Regions from separate parts of the Zea mays genome. Here region 1 is linked to region 2. A link is a contact called in public Hi-C data. All regions are on one chromosome and are shown on one strand. The core of a region is the stretch at or near the end of the contact, and the rest is flanking DNA. Distances in the headings are between cores, read along the strand shown. Region 1 holds the start of LOC100281863 (polygalacturonase). Region 2 holds the start of LOC103630830 (phosphate transporter PHO1-2-like).

Evidence for each region. Hi-C and Micro-C count contacts between places; a contact is called where the count stands out from the background.
Region 1: a contact with region 2 is called in a Hi-C map of leaf, with 7 times the contacts expected there. The contact joins the promoter of LOC100281863 here to the promoter of LOC103630830 in region 2. A contact is called at or near these places in 5 of 25 Hi-C or Micro-C datasets (bundle sheath, endosperm, leaf and 1 more).

The regions. Positions count from the first base shown.
Region 1 is chr6:6,534,484-6,540,770 of Zm-B73-REFERENCE-NAM-5.0, reverse strand. It overlaps LOC100281863 (polygalacturonase), which reads left to right and starts at 3,410. Exons shown (of 5, transcript NM_001154783.3): 1 at 3,410-3,973; 2 at 5,116-5,236; 3 at 5,334-5,508; 4 at 5,636-5,706; 5 at 5,797-6,287. The coding sequence starts at 3,500. It overlaps LOC100276777, which reads right to left and starts at 1,399. Exons shown (of 1, transcript NM_001150490.1): 1 at 1-1,399. The coding sequence starts at 1,164. The coding sequence ends at 157.
Region 2 is chr6:6,103,337-6,109,544 of Zm-B73-REFERENCE-NAM-5.0, reverse strand. It overlaps LOC103630830 (phosphate transporter PHO1-2-like), which reads left to right and starts at 4,739. Exons shown (of 3, transcript XM_008651883.2): 1 at 4,739-4,797; 2 at 4,887-5,039; 3 at 5,117-5,278. The coding sequence starts at 4,747. The coding sequence ends at 5,242.

The sequences.
Region 1 (6,287 bases), core at 2,161-4,660, 430 kb before region 2:
ATTCTTCCTACTTAACGCAAGTATGTTCATCACCTGCTGCCTGCTGTACGTACACAATTACAGATTACCTGGCTGCCGGTGGTAACAGGAGAATTCCGGCATCAGAGGATGGATTGGCGAGCAGTGATAAAGACAGAGAAGCTATGGGATTCACAGTCAGACCTGGAACTGCTCCATCTGCACGTCGGACGCCTTTAGCGGGACGTAGTCGCCGAGGTAGACCTCGAGGTGGTCGGAGATGTTGGCCTTGTCGAGGCTCTCGTGGTGGTAGCTCTTGCACACGAGGTAGACGACGGTCTGCGTGACGAGCGCGAGCATGACGACGCAGCAGAGCGCGGCGAGCATGATGAGGCCGAGCAAGAGCCTTGACGACGCGGCGCCGGATCCCCTGACGACCCAGGCGCGGAAGCCGAGCTCGACGGCGGCGAAGACGACGTTGAGCGTGAAGAAGATAGCACCCGCGGTGACGAGCTTCCCCCTGATGAGGTCCTTGCTCTTGCGCATGGCGGCGAAGCCCTTGTGGTCCTCGAGCACGGAGACGACGCTGGCGAGGTGCCAGACGACGCCGAGGTAGACGAGGCCGAGCAGGTAGGCGACGGCGACGAGGAAGGCGAGCAGGCCCGCGAGGCCGGAGCCGTTGTCCGCGGCGACGAGGAGGCCGACGAAGACGAGCACGGCGACGGCGTGGTAGGCGAAGAGGAGCGCGAAGGCGGCGAGGAACGTGGCGGCGAGCCTCCGCCAGACGCGGGGCACGACGGAGAGCACGCGCGGGAAGGTGAGCGCGTCGCGCTTGGCGGAGTAGACGGAGGCGACGGAGAACACGGAGGCGGCGACGGAGAGGAGCGAGAGCAGGAGGAGCGCGAGGAGGTAGGCGGACTTGAAGAGGAGCAGGGCGAGCCAGTCGGAGGCGAGGCGGGACAGCAGGCGGCGCTGCGTGTCGGTGCCCGGGGAGGATGCGTCCAGGGCCGTGTCGTCGGAGTCGATGTGGGTGAAGAGCGCGTGCGAGATGGCGACGTGCAGGAGGAACAGCGCGGAGAGGGGCAGCGCGAAGGCGGCCGCGATGCGCGCGAAGAGCGGGCGGTGCGGGCCTCGGAGGATCTCCGCGGAGAAGCGGTAGATGCCGACGACGCCCAGGAACTGCAGCTCCTCCGGCTCGCACTCCATGGCTGGTTGGCTGCCTGCCTGCCTGGGATTTGGAGACGGGGCGGATTGGCGCTTGGAGACGATTGAATTTGGAGGAGACGGGGAGGGAAGGGAGGCTGTGGCGTGGGGATTGGGGAATGGGGATTTTCTCGCGCTCGCCTCTGGCTGGGTCGCGATTGGGATTGATTGGAACGCGGTGGTGGGGAAGGAAGAAGGGTCGAGGAGCAAGACGGAAGGAAGCAGGAGACTTTGCTTTGAATAAATAAAATAAATAATCATGAGGAGCGCGTGGGTGGTTGAATGGGTCAAGTCAATACAATTTCTTTGGCTACTTTGTTTCACCAAACTTCCAATTTGACGACCCATTTATTAATACTGGTTTTGAGAGAGGTTTTCGAGGTAATTTTTTTTTTTAAAAAAAATCACGAGACTGTCTTCGCACAGAAGTCGTATTTTACATGACCTTTCTGACGTAAAACTTATTGTGTGCTGTTGTATTACATTTATAACTTATAGGCACTCCGTTATATGAATGGATGCAGTCTCAACCGTCTCTTTGAAAACTGATACAAAAGCTTTAGAGTTGTACATGCATTGATCAGAGGTAGATATGATTTTTTTTGTAGAGAAGACCATAAACAATATTTAATAAATTATATATAGTTCAATATAATTTAACTTAATAGACTACATGGTTTTATCTAACGCACAAACAAAAAATAACCAATGTTTATTGAATCAATCGTTATTTTATATCCTTAACTACTTAAAAACTAGTATTAATATAATTAGCCTACATTTATATGTTTGTACAAACCATTGAGGCCATCGCCAGGCCGGCCCTACTAGCCCCCCTCCCCTTTCTACGCCAGTGGCCCTGATAGCTTGTTTTAGCACAAACAAACCCATTTTCACAATTTTTCAAAATAAAAAGAGCACCTCCAATTCTTGGCGCTGTTTTTGGATTGGAACAAAGACCTTTGTTAGGTAGTGTTTGGTTGAAGAGCCAAGTAGAACGGAACCATTCTGTCCCAGTTTTGTTATTGTTTGGTTACAAAGTAATTAGAACGGAATGACTCCAATTAGGGAATATTCTCCTCAGATCCGGAACCATTCCGCTCCAAAAGATCAATGAGACGGAGCCGCTCCGTTCCAATCCCGCTCTCACAGTCACGCTCCGTTCCGTTCACTCTGCAACCAAACAAAAAACAGAACCGCTCCGTTCCAGGTTACCAAACACAAAACAGAGCGGCTCCGTTCCTAGAATCAGGAATGGAACGGCTCCGTTCTACTTGGCTCCTCAACCAAACACTACTTTTATATTCTTAGCTGATCCTGAGCATCATCTATGCTGTGCGCTAAACATTGCATTATTGGATATATTCATATGTAAACAATTTTCTACAAAAAAAATATATTTGGTCTGTTTCCTGTATGATGACTGTGATAGCAACAGTGTAAGAAGATTTGGGCCCAAAACCTAGATTTGGGCCTCCGTCGTCCGCTGTAGCAGTACTATGTAGCCCAGTAAAACCAATCTACGCACAAGTTTCTTACAGTTGCATGCACGCGTGGTCCACGTGCTACAGTAAAGCCTTCCAACGGTCCACATCTGTCGGTAGGGCTAGCAAGGAGTCGCAATCCTCTTTCATTTATTATACATACATTGATTGATTATTTATATATTATATATGGTGGCATATATATACAATTGCTATATTATTACGATCTTGTCGCTCTCCTCTTAAATATATTTCCTCCGTTTTATTTTAGTGTCGCTGGATAGTGCAAAATTGAACTATCCAGCGATAACTTAAAAAAACGAAGGGAGTAATTGTTCTAACATAAGCCAGGTGTGGATATGGATGTAGAAAAATTCTCTTGTTCTAACATAAACAATACTTGATCTCGGCATTGCGTTGTACTAGCACGCACTGGAGCTCGCCGTCGTGGCTCCACCTCGCCTGAAGCTTCGCCTGTCTGCTGGCTGTCAGCGTGGGGCGTGGCCGCTGCTTCGTCATCGCGGCCGGTTGCCGTGAGCAGAGGGGGCCTCAGCATGGGCTCAGTCGAACAAATGCTCAGCCTACATAAAACGACTGACCAGATCCAGCCCAACAAGTATAAAACATGATCGCTTAGCAAAAGCAAGCACCTGGCCGGGCGGGCCGTTCTGGGCCGGTCCATCCGTTTCCGACACGCTCACGCAATTCGGGCGAAAAGAACAGAAAAGCATCTGTCTCGGTTACGTCTCTTTTTCTCTCTCTCTCTCTATCGGCCGCGTCCGGCGTCCCGTCCAAAAAGGGAAAGCGATGCGCGTGGCGTGGCGGCACTTCCTCCTCCGCCTGCCTCGCCCGCCATGGCCGCGCGCGCCAAGGCCGCCGCCGTCGACGACCACGACCCCATGCCGCCACCGCTGCCGCTCCCATGGCCGCGCCCAGCGCCGCTCCTCGTCATGCTGTCCCTGCTCGCCACGGCCTCCTACCTGGCCCTCACGCGCTTTCCCGCCGCGCTCCTCCCGATCGCCCCTCGCTCTCGCCCCCACGACGCGCCCGCGCACGCGCCCGGGGACAGCTGCGCGGGGTTCTACGCGGGCGCGGGGCCGGCGCGCGAGGTGTGGGCGTCCGTCGAGGAGTTCGGGGCCGTGGGCGACGGGGCCACGCTCAACACCGCGGCGTTCCGGCGCGCCGTCGCGGAGCTGGGCGCGAGGGCCGTCGGTGGGGGAGGGGCCAGGCTCGACGTGCCCCCCGGGAGGTGGCTCACGGGCAGCTTCAACCTCACCAGCCGCTTCACCCTCTTCCTGCACCGCGGCGCGGTCATCCTCGGCTCCCAGGTTAACGGTTCATTCATTTCTTCTTTCTTTCTTTGTTTAGACAGTAATTAATACAGTAGTAGCAGTGCCAAATGCTGCATCGGCTTCGCTGTAGGAGCTAGGATTCTATTCTAGGAGGTGGTTTGAAATTTTGCTCAGCGTTTCTGCTCAAGCATAGCATGCAATGCATGCGCACAACAAAACGCGTGGTTTAATTTGCTTGCTCGATCAGTGGCCTGGCTATGCATGGACAAGAAATTTGTTCGTTACATTGGTGGGTTCAGAAATTTCCAAAGCCTTGCGTAACCGGCCCTCCAAACATTGGGATGCTCGTCGTCGTCAAACTAGGTAGATTCGGCGCTTGTGCTGTCACATGCATGCCATGATCCGTGTGCAGACAGATACTAAATGTATTGGAGAAGTCACATGCTTGGCCATGGACGGTCGCCTGGTTCTCTGCTGCTTCCTTGTGAACTCTGCCACCACATTATCTGTGTGCCTTTGCTTTGTCCCCACTGCATGCTATGCTGCTTCCATTCCACCTGGACTGGGGTTGCTGGCCCGAGTTGAAGCCTCTTTTGTACTTTACATTGCTTCCACCTTCCTCTTATCTGTCGTCTGTGCTAAAGCCAATAGAGAGGGTAGCTGTGTCACTTCTCCTGCTACAGCTACTTCCAATTCCAACAGAACAAACAAGCTAGTATTAGCTACTGCATGGGAAATGGTGAGCTTCAGTTGGAACACACTGATCATAATAATCGTAAGCCATCTTGCGTCTTTTACAGCTAATGCCTGTTCCAAAATATTGTGAACGCCAGTCTATGCCCATTTTGTTTGTTTGTTTGTTTTTTCCCATCTGTGTCAACCAAGGCAAAAAGACACAGCTGCATGTGTGATCTGTATTACACTACTGTAGAGTCTGTAGTACAGTACTGTAGAGTCATTATCAGGCCATTCATTTATAATGGCAACAGGATGGCTTTATAATTGAATTGATACCCACCATGTTAGATATATATATTCTGTATTGAATACTTGTGTATTCAATCCACATTTAACTAGGCGAATGATGCCCAGCGCTTCGATCGTAGCTGTGTACGTATGCTCATTACAAAGCTGTATAGAGTATTTTATTCACTAGCAAGCTGGACTATCATGTGCAGGATCCAGAAGAGTGGCCTCTCATTACCCCTTTGCCGTCTTACGGGCGCGGGAGAGAGCGGTTAGGACCACGCCACATCAGCCTCATTCACGGAGAGGGCTTAAACGATGTTGTTATTACCGGTACGAACGAATTTCTAGCTATATATGTCTACTTTCATGATCGGGTAATAAATAAAATATTTTTTTTTTGCCTCATCGCGTTAACAAACATCGTCAGGTAGCAACGGGACCATAGATGGGCAAGGTCATATGTGGTGGGAGCTATGGCGGAACCGAACCTTGAACCACACGAGAGGCCATCTCATCGAGCTTGTGAACTCAACCAACGTCCTGATATCCAGTGTCACGCTGAGCAACTCCCCTTTCTGGACAGTACACCCGGTCTACTGCAGGTCAGTTCTAGCGAGCTGGTTCGATCCGTTGCATTTCCTGCTAGAGGAACATTTCCATTCTATTTCTATGTAAATGAATGAAGTGCTGGGAAAGTGATTTTTTTTATTTTTGATATTCGTTTGTCAGCAACGTGGTGATGAAGGATTTGACCATACTGGCTCCCCTGGATGCTCCAAACACAGATGGCATTGATCCAGGTCTCTGCGCTAGCTGTTACTTTCATTACCATTAACAACTCGATCTCTACTGACAGCTTCTCTCGCTGATTGGAACAATAATAATGGCAGACTCGAGCTCTGAAGTTTGCATCGAAGACTGCTACATCGAAAGCGGAGACGACCTCGTGGCCGTCAAGAGTGGCTGGGACCAGTACGGGATCTCATTTGGCAAGCCGAGCACGAACATCGTCATCCAGAGGGTTTCGGGCACGACTCCGACGTGCTCGGGCGTAGGCTTCGGCAGCGAGATGTCAGGAGGCATATCTAACGTGCTCGTCCGTGACCTCCACGTGTGGAATTCGGCGCAGGCCGTGAGGCTCAAGACCGACGTAGGGAGGGGTGGCTACATCACCAACATCACCATAGCCAGTGTGGCCATGGAGAAGGTCAAGGTGCCGATAAGGTTCAGCCGAGGCGCAGATGACCATCCTGACGACAGGTATGACCCGGCCGCGCTGCCGAGGATCAGCAACGTGCTGGTCAGCGACGTCGTCGGTGTACACCTGCAGCGAGCACCGATGCTGGAGGCAGTGCCTGGCGCAGTTTATGAGGGGATCTGC
Region 2 (6,208 bases), core at 3,490-5,989:
TTGCGAGCCCACGTGGAACGTCTGTTTACTTACTGCATTCTATTGTATGGTGTACTGTTCTTTTGTATTAAATATGTGGATGTATGTATGTTTGTGCTCGCATCGAGAATGATCCGGTCGGAGAGCCCGAAGAACTCGCAGGAGAAGCCCCTGAGCAGCAGTCAGTTGGTGGAGGCAAGTGTCCCTTGACCTATCTTTATCCTATACATTCTTTAATTCACCCCCCCCCCCCCGCATTACACATTTATACCTAAGGATTGACTAGCTTTTGTTATCCATGTCCTTATTACCTATTTGGGTTGGATTATTATTGCTTAATCTTATGCTATTGCTCAACTCTAATCAATGAACATGATGAGAATTATCAATGATACGCTGTTTTCCCTTCATTCATTATGATGTTATACTTGTGGTGTTCAAGGGGGCTCGAGCGGTTTCTCGAGTGCCTCTCCGTAAGGACCTGTTCGTTGGATGACCGCCCGGGAAAACAGTGCAACCATGAGGGTGGAATGGGGTGCCCTTAGCTGAATAATTAGAGGATCTGGGGGTGTAGTTCGCTTCGCCGTCGTGCCGTCAATGGGGCTCGGTGTATGCGGCTCGCTCTGCCAAGGTTGATTTGTCCCTTGGGGAGGAGTGCGGTACATTTAGGAAACCTAACGAGCGGCTACAACCCCGGGGAATCTTTGTAAAGGCTATGTAGTGATGCCCTGCTGGGTCACCTTGGTAGTGATCAATGGAGAGTCATGATCTCCGGGTAGAAAGGGAATCACAGCTTGTGGGTAAAGTGCACAACCTCTGCAGAGTGTTTGAAAACTGATATATCAGCCGTGCTCGCGGTTATGATCGGCCAAGGGAGCTCCAGTGATTAGTGATACTTGATCAGAGATGTTCGGATTGCAGGTGGCAATGAGATTGTTGGTTTTGGTATTGACTCTGGTAATGGTAAGTGGTACTCTTTCCGTTTGGAAAGGAGTACGTTTGGGTTAATAACGTGGGTCAATTCTAAAACTTGGCTTTCTCTACTAGTAATGATAACCTGACCAACTAAAAGCAACTGCTTGACTTACCCCCACATAAAGCTAGTCCACTACAGCCAAACAGGATACTTGCTGAGTATGTTGATGTGTACTCACCCTTGCTCTACACACCAAACCCCCCCATCCCCAGGTTGTTAGCATTGCAACCCCTGCTCAGGAGAAGATGAAGCCGTAGAAGGAGACCATCAGGAGTTCCAAGATTTTGATGAGTTCTAGGCGTGGGTTAGCGGCAACCCATAGTCGGCTGCCTGTGAAGGCCGCGTTTATCTATGTTTCTTTTCCGTACTTTGATTTATTGTAAAGACTATATGGATGTCTCAGACATATGATGTAATCGACTATTTCCGTTTTTAATACTATTTGAGCATTGTGTGATGATGTCCATGTTATGTAACTGTCGTGTACGTGAATTGCTGATCCTGGCACATACATGGTTCGCATTCGGTTTGCCTTCTAAAATCGGGTGTGACATAATCTCCTTACATCTCGTAGTATTTCAAAGATGTCCCATCTACCCAAAACATGTGCTTCACCTTTTTATCTTCATCAATGACAATTCTGTAGAAGAAATTTGGATCTCCTTCTGTTTTTCCTGAAAAAACTGCAGTGCTTGCGTCATATTATTCCCTGTTACTTCCTTGTTTATTTTAGTTCTGTAGTTGCTAACATCTTTTTTTTGTATGGCAATGCTGTCATATCTCCTCTCAGATAAGACAATATAGCTATCATCTTCCGTGTAGGTATGTTGTTGTGGTTCAATGTTCTTATAATTCCTTTTTCCATATCTGTCATGTACTTATGCCCACTAAACATGTTGTTGCTGTCAGCTGGTCTGAGCTCATGATTGTGTTCCAAGTCTAACTTATCGATCACCCATTTTTGTCCATGTTCCTTTATAACCATGAATACTCTGCAATCTGTTTTAACTTGGACATTTGTATTCCTTTTTGGGCCTTTCTCGCAGCGCTTTTTTTCTATGCAAATATCTTGTTCCTGCTGGTTTGTCTTTTTTTGTTTTGCCATGTTTGTTACATTTCAGCTCCACCTTTGTTACTTCATTGCTTCTTTTTTTGTTGGAAGTCCTGAAAGTGTGGGTGATTGCTGGTTTAAAACCAGCCAAAAACCATAGAAGAATAAGAAGTGCTTTGCATCTCCCCTGGTCTTAAATTCCATCCCAACTTGCGGTGTGTATTTGCTGTCTATTGATGCATTGTTCCCTTCTGTTGCAGCTATCTGCTCACTCATAATGAAGGCATCAATCTGATCCTCTGTTAACTCTTCATCTCCTGCATTTGTTGTTTCAGCTTCTGCATCATCAAAGTTTGCACTAGCACTCGATGTTTTAGTTTCTTTTCCATCATCATTTTGCACACATTCAGTTAGTTGTTGTACATGCATTATCTCAAAGAGATCCCTGTGGTATACTGCTTCCCCGTATTTAGATGTATCAGCTTCATTGCATTCCCCAAATGTCTCCTACAAAAAAAATTCAGTTTTTTCGTTAGTTTTCTAATTTTTATTTATGTTATGAAATGTATATTACTATTATTTTTCCCACAGACCCCCACACTTACCTTGGATATGTCACCATTTGCAAGCGGGGAGTCCTCCTAAAGAATCATCTGTGTGTATGTCTCACATGGTGCTACTAGTAGGTTGTTATTCATGGTTTCATTTTGTGTGCATAGGCCACTTTGCATCTCATTGCCTACTTCACTCACTGATTCTCCTTGCGAGTTATATATATGTTCCATCATCAGATCCATGTATCCACCCTGCATAATCATCAAGGATCCATTAAATTCCCATATATAATTTAGTAGGTGTTGTTCATGTTTTTTTTGCATTTTATTACCTGGTTTGAAACATATCCTGTTAACACATCCTGTTGCCGCTATAAACATCATTGTTAACATCATTGTTTATGTTATGAAATGTATATTACTATTATTTTTTCCCACACACCCCCACACTTACCTTGGATATGTCTGCATTTGCAAGCGTTGAGTCCTCCTCAAGAATCATCTGTGTGTATGTCTCACATGGGGCCACTAGTAGGTTTTTGTTCATGGTTTCATTTTGTGTGCATAGGCCACTTTGCATTTCATTGCCTACTTCACTCACTGATTCTCCTTACGAGTTACGTATCTGTTCCATCATCAGATCAATGTATCCACCCTGCATAATCATCAAGGATCAATTAAATTCCCATATATAATTTAGTAGGTGTTGTTCATGTTTTTTTGCATTTTATTACCTGGTTTGAAACATATGGCAGCGTCATTTGTGCGTATATCTGAGTACTGCTTGATCCATTTTGAGTAAAACGCCTTCCAGCCATATGTTTTTTGCACATTCATAAAAAATCACAAAAAGTTTTTTAGTCTTCAAAACATGTGGATAGAATTTTTTTCATCTTATTCAACTGTAATTACGGGAATTCTCATATACTTTTTACCTGAGTACTTCCAATTATCTCCAATATATGGTGCTGAAAATTGGTAATTTCATCTTCTGAGAATATGTTGTCTTCAGTGACAAACTTGTTAGTACCATCAACATGAATCTACGAAAAGGGAAAGAAAATTTATGCCCAGTTTTTTTTCAATCTTGGCTGTTTTTTGTGTTATGTGGTTTCTTTTTTTTTTTGCCTTGTAGTTGTGTATTTGATGTGGTCGTTTTCAGCTAAGTCAGAGGATGTTCAGATCATGCAGATATAGTTCTTGGAGGCGGAGGGCAGAGGGCAAGTTCATGTGTAGCCTTTTTTTGTGTTTTGCGGCAGATCATCAGGGGAGGGAGGGGGGGCAAAAACTAATGGATAGTGTGTTAGTCTTCTATCCAATCGAAGAGGTAATACAAATATTTTTTTGCATATGTTAATCCAATTTGAACAAGTAATACAAACTAGGAGTGGGTGAGAAATCTATTTTGATATCTTCTAATTATCATGTTTTTTGTTGCAGGTGTTTTTTACATGGGGGGTACAAGAAAAATCCGAGCATGGGATGTTTTTTTCTTCTGCAAAAATCCAGGGGCATCAACTTTTTGAACAGAGAAGCATCAACAAAATGAGATGTCTAGCATGGTCTTCTGTCGTTCCATAGGCGAGAGACCACGAGCCTACACTCTGCAGACTATTTCAGCGCTAAACTGGTCCAACCTCAAGCTCTGAACTCTAAAGACCGAAGTACTCACTCAAGTGTATCATATAATTTTATTATTGTGATATCTATATTATCATAAGTAACAGACTATTAGTTAATATGTTATACTGACACCGACGCCTGTAATTTCTAGCTTCGCCCCTATGTAAGGACAACAACACCCCGTTGTGGCGCGCCACGCCCGACGCTCAGCACGGTGTGACCTACTGTGGAAATGTTGTTACTGTTACCGATCAACAACAAATGTGAATGCGAGGAGCATAAGTGAATGGGTTGTTGCTGATACGTAAGTATGTATGACTACTTGTACCCTCTGTTTTCTTCTAATATGCGGTGGATGTGGTATAATTCTTTACTTTGTTTTATCTGTACGTTATTTTGGTTGGACCTAACAGGTAGGTTCATACCTAAACTATTATAAGCCCAGCATCCCGGTCGCTAAGTTGATTGTTGGTTGGTCCCCTGCCTCATTATTTTGTCTTTCTGTCTGTCTGTCAAGCCTGTTTGAAATAGCTCATCTAATCTGATCTACCAGGATGCCTTTCATGCAGGTTCTGATGGCGGATTTCTTCATGGCTGACCAGCTAACCAGCCAGGTAAACTGTGCTCAGCCGTACACTAGGCATGCATGGAGAGCTAGCCATTGTACTTATTACGTTGCGGCTCAAAATGTCTTGTTTTGCAGATCCCACTGCTAAGACACCTCAAGTTCACGGGGTGCTACTTCATGGCTGAAACTTTCAGAACTCACGCGTATGGAAGTTGTACCAGCAGCTCCCAATACAAGAACCTGGCATATGTGCTCTCTTTCCTGCCATACTACTGGCGAGCAATGCAGGTAGATTGATATTGAACGAATCTAGCAGATCTATCTGCTCATCAGACTAACTAAAATGGTCTACTGCTGCATGCTAGTGTCTGAGAAGGTACTTGGAAGAAGGCCACGACATGAACCAGCTTGCTAACACCGGCAAGTACGTATCAGCGATGGTGTTTAAACCAGAAAGCGTCCCGTGGCACGGAAAACCATGGGAGCTCTGACTTTTGGTTGGGGTGAAAGAGTGGGTAGAGATGTTGTGTTGTTTATTTCGAGCATGGGATTTTTTTTCTTCTGCAAAAATCTAGGGGGCCTCAACTTTTTTGAACAGAGAAGCATCAACAAAATGAGATGGGGGGCAAAGATGAGTATACCTTTTCAATTTCTTTGCCTCTTCTATCTTCCTCTGTCATCATCATGTACTTTGTATCCTCATAGACATTGAGCGTTCTGTTTTTTTCCTGGAGAGGGGGGGAGGGTTTTGTGTTGGCCGCTGGCGGCTGGGGTGGAGGGCTGGCGGCTGGGGTTCTGTGGTTTTGTGTTGGGGGCTGCTGGTGGCTGGCTGGAGGGCTGGCGGCTGGGGGGTTGTGTACTGCACTGGGCTTGTTTTGTTGCCTTTTTTATGTGTACTACATTTGGGCTGGTAGGCGGTACATGGATGGCCCAATACCAGATTTAGTTTTTTCATAGTTTCGTTGGGCTTTTTTTGTTGTCCTCTTATTAGTGGGCCTTTTTATGTTTTTATCATATTTTTTAAAGGTTCATTTTTTTTCAGGGACGGTACATGGATGGCCCAATACCAGATATATTTTTGTACCCATTATAAAAAAAGATATATTCAATATTTTTTGAACATGTTATGAGTATCTTATACGTACATCCACTCGAAAAAACAAAAACTACCTCCTTTTTGGTTATGCAATTCCACACACGTTTTTTTTATGTTCCATTGTATTTTCTGTATTTTTTAGGTCGAATGTCGTGATGCCAAGTGTGATGTTATTTTTTTGAATTAATCCTTTTAGTATTTTTTTGTTATTATTTTTTCATCATTTTTTGTTTGTTATTTTTTGAGTATGGGATCTCTTTTTTTGTTTTAGTTTGGTTTTTATAGGTTCTAAAAGGAACCGAGTGTCAAGGAAAAAGAGGAAGTTGTATATTTTATCCCCTGGATGTTAATTGCAAAAAAA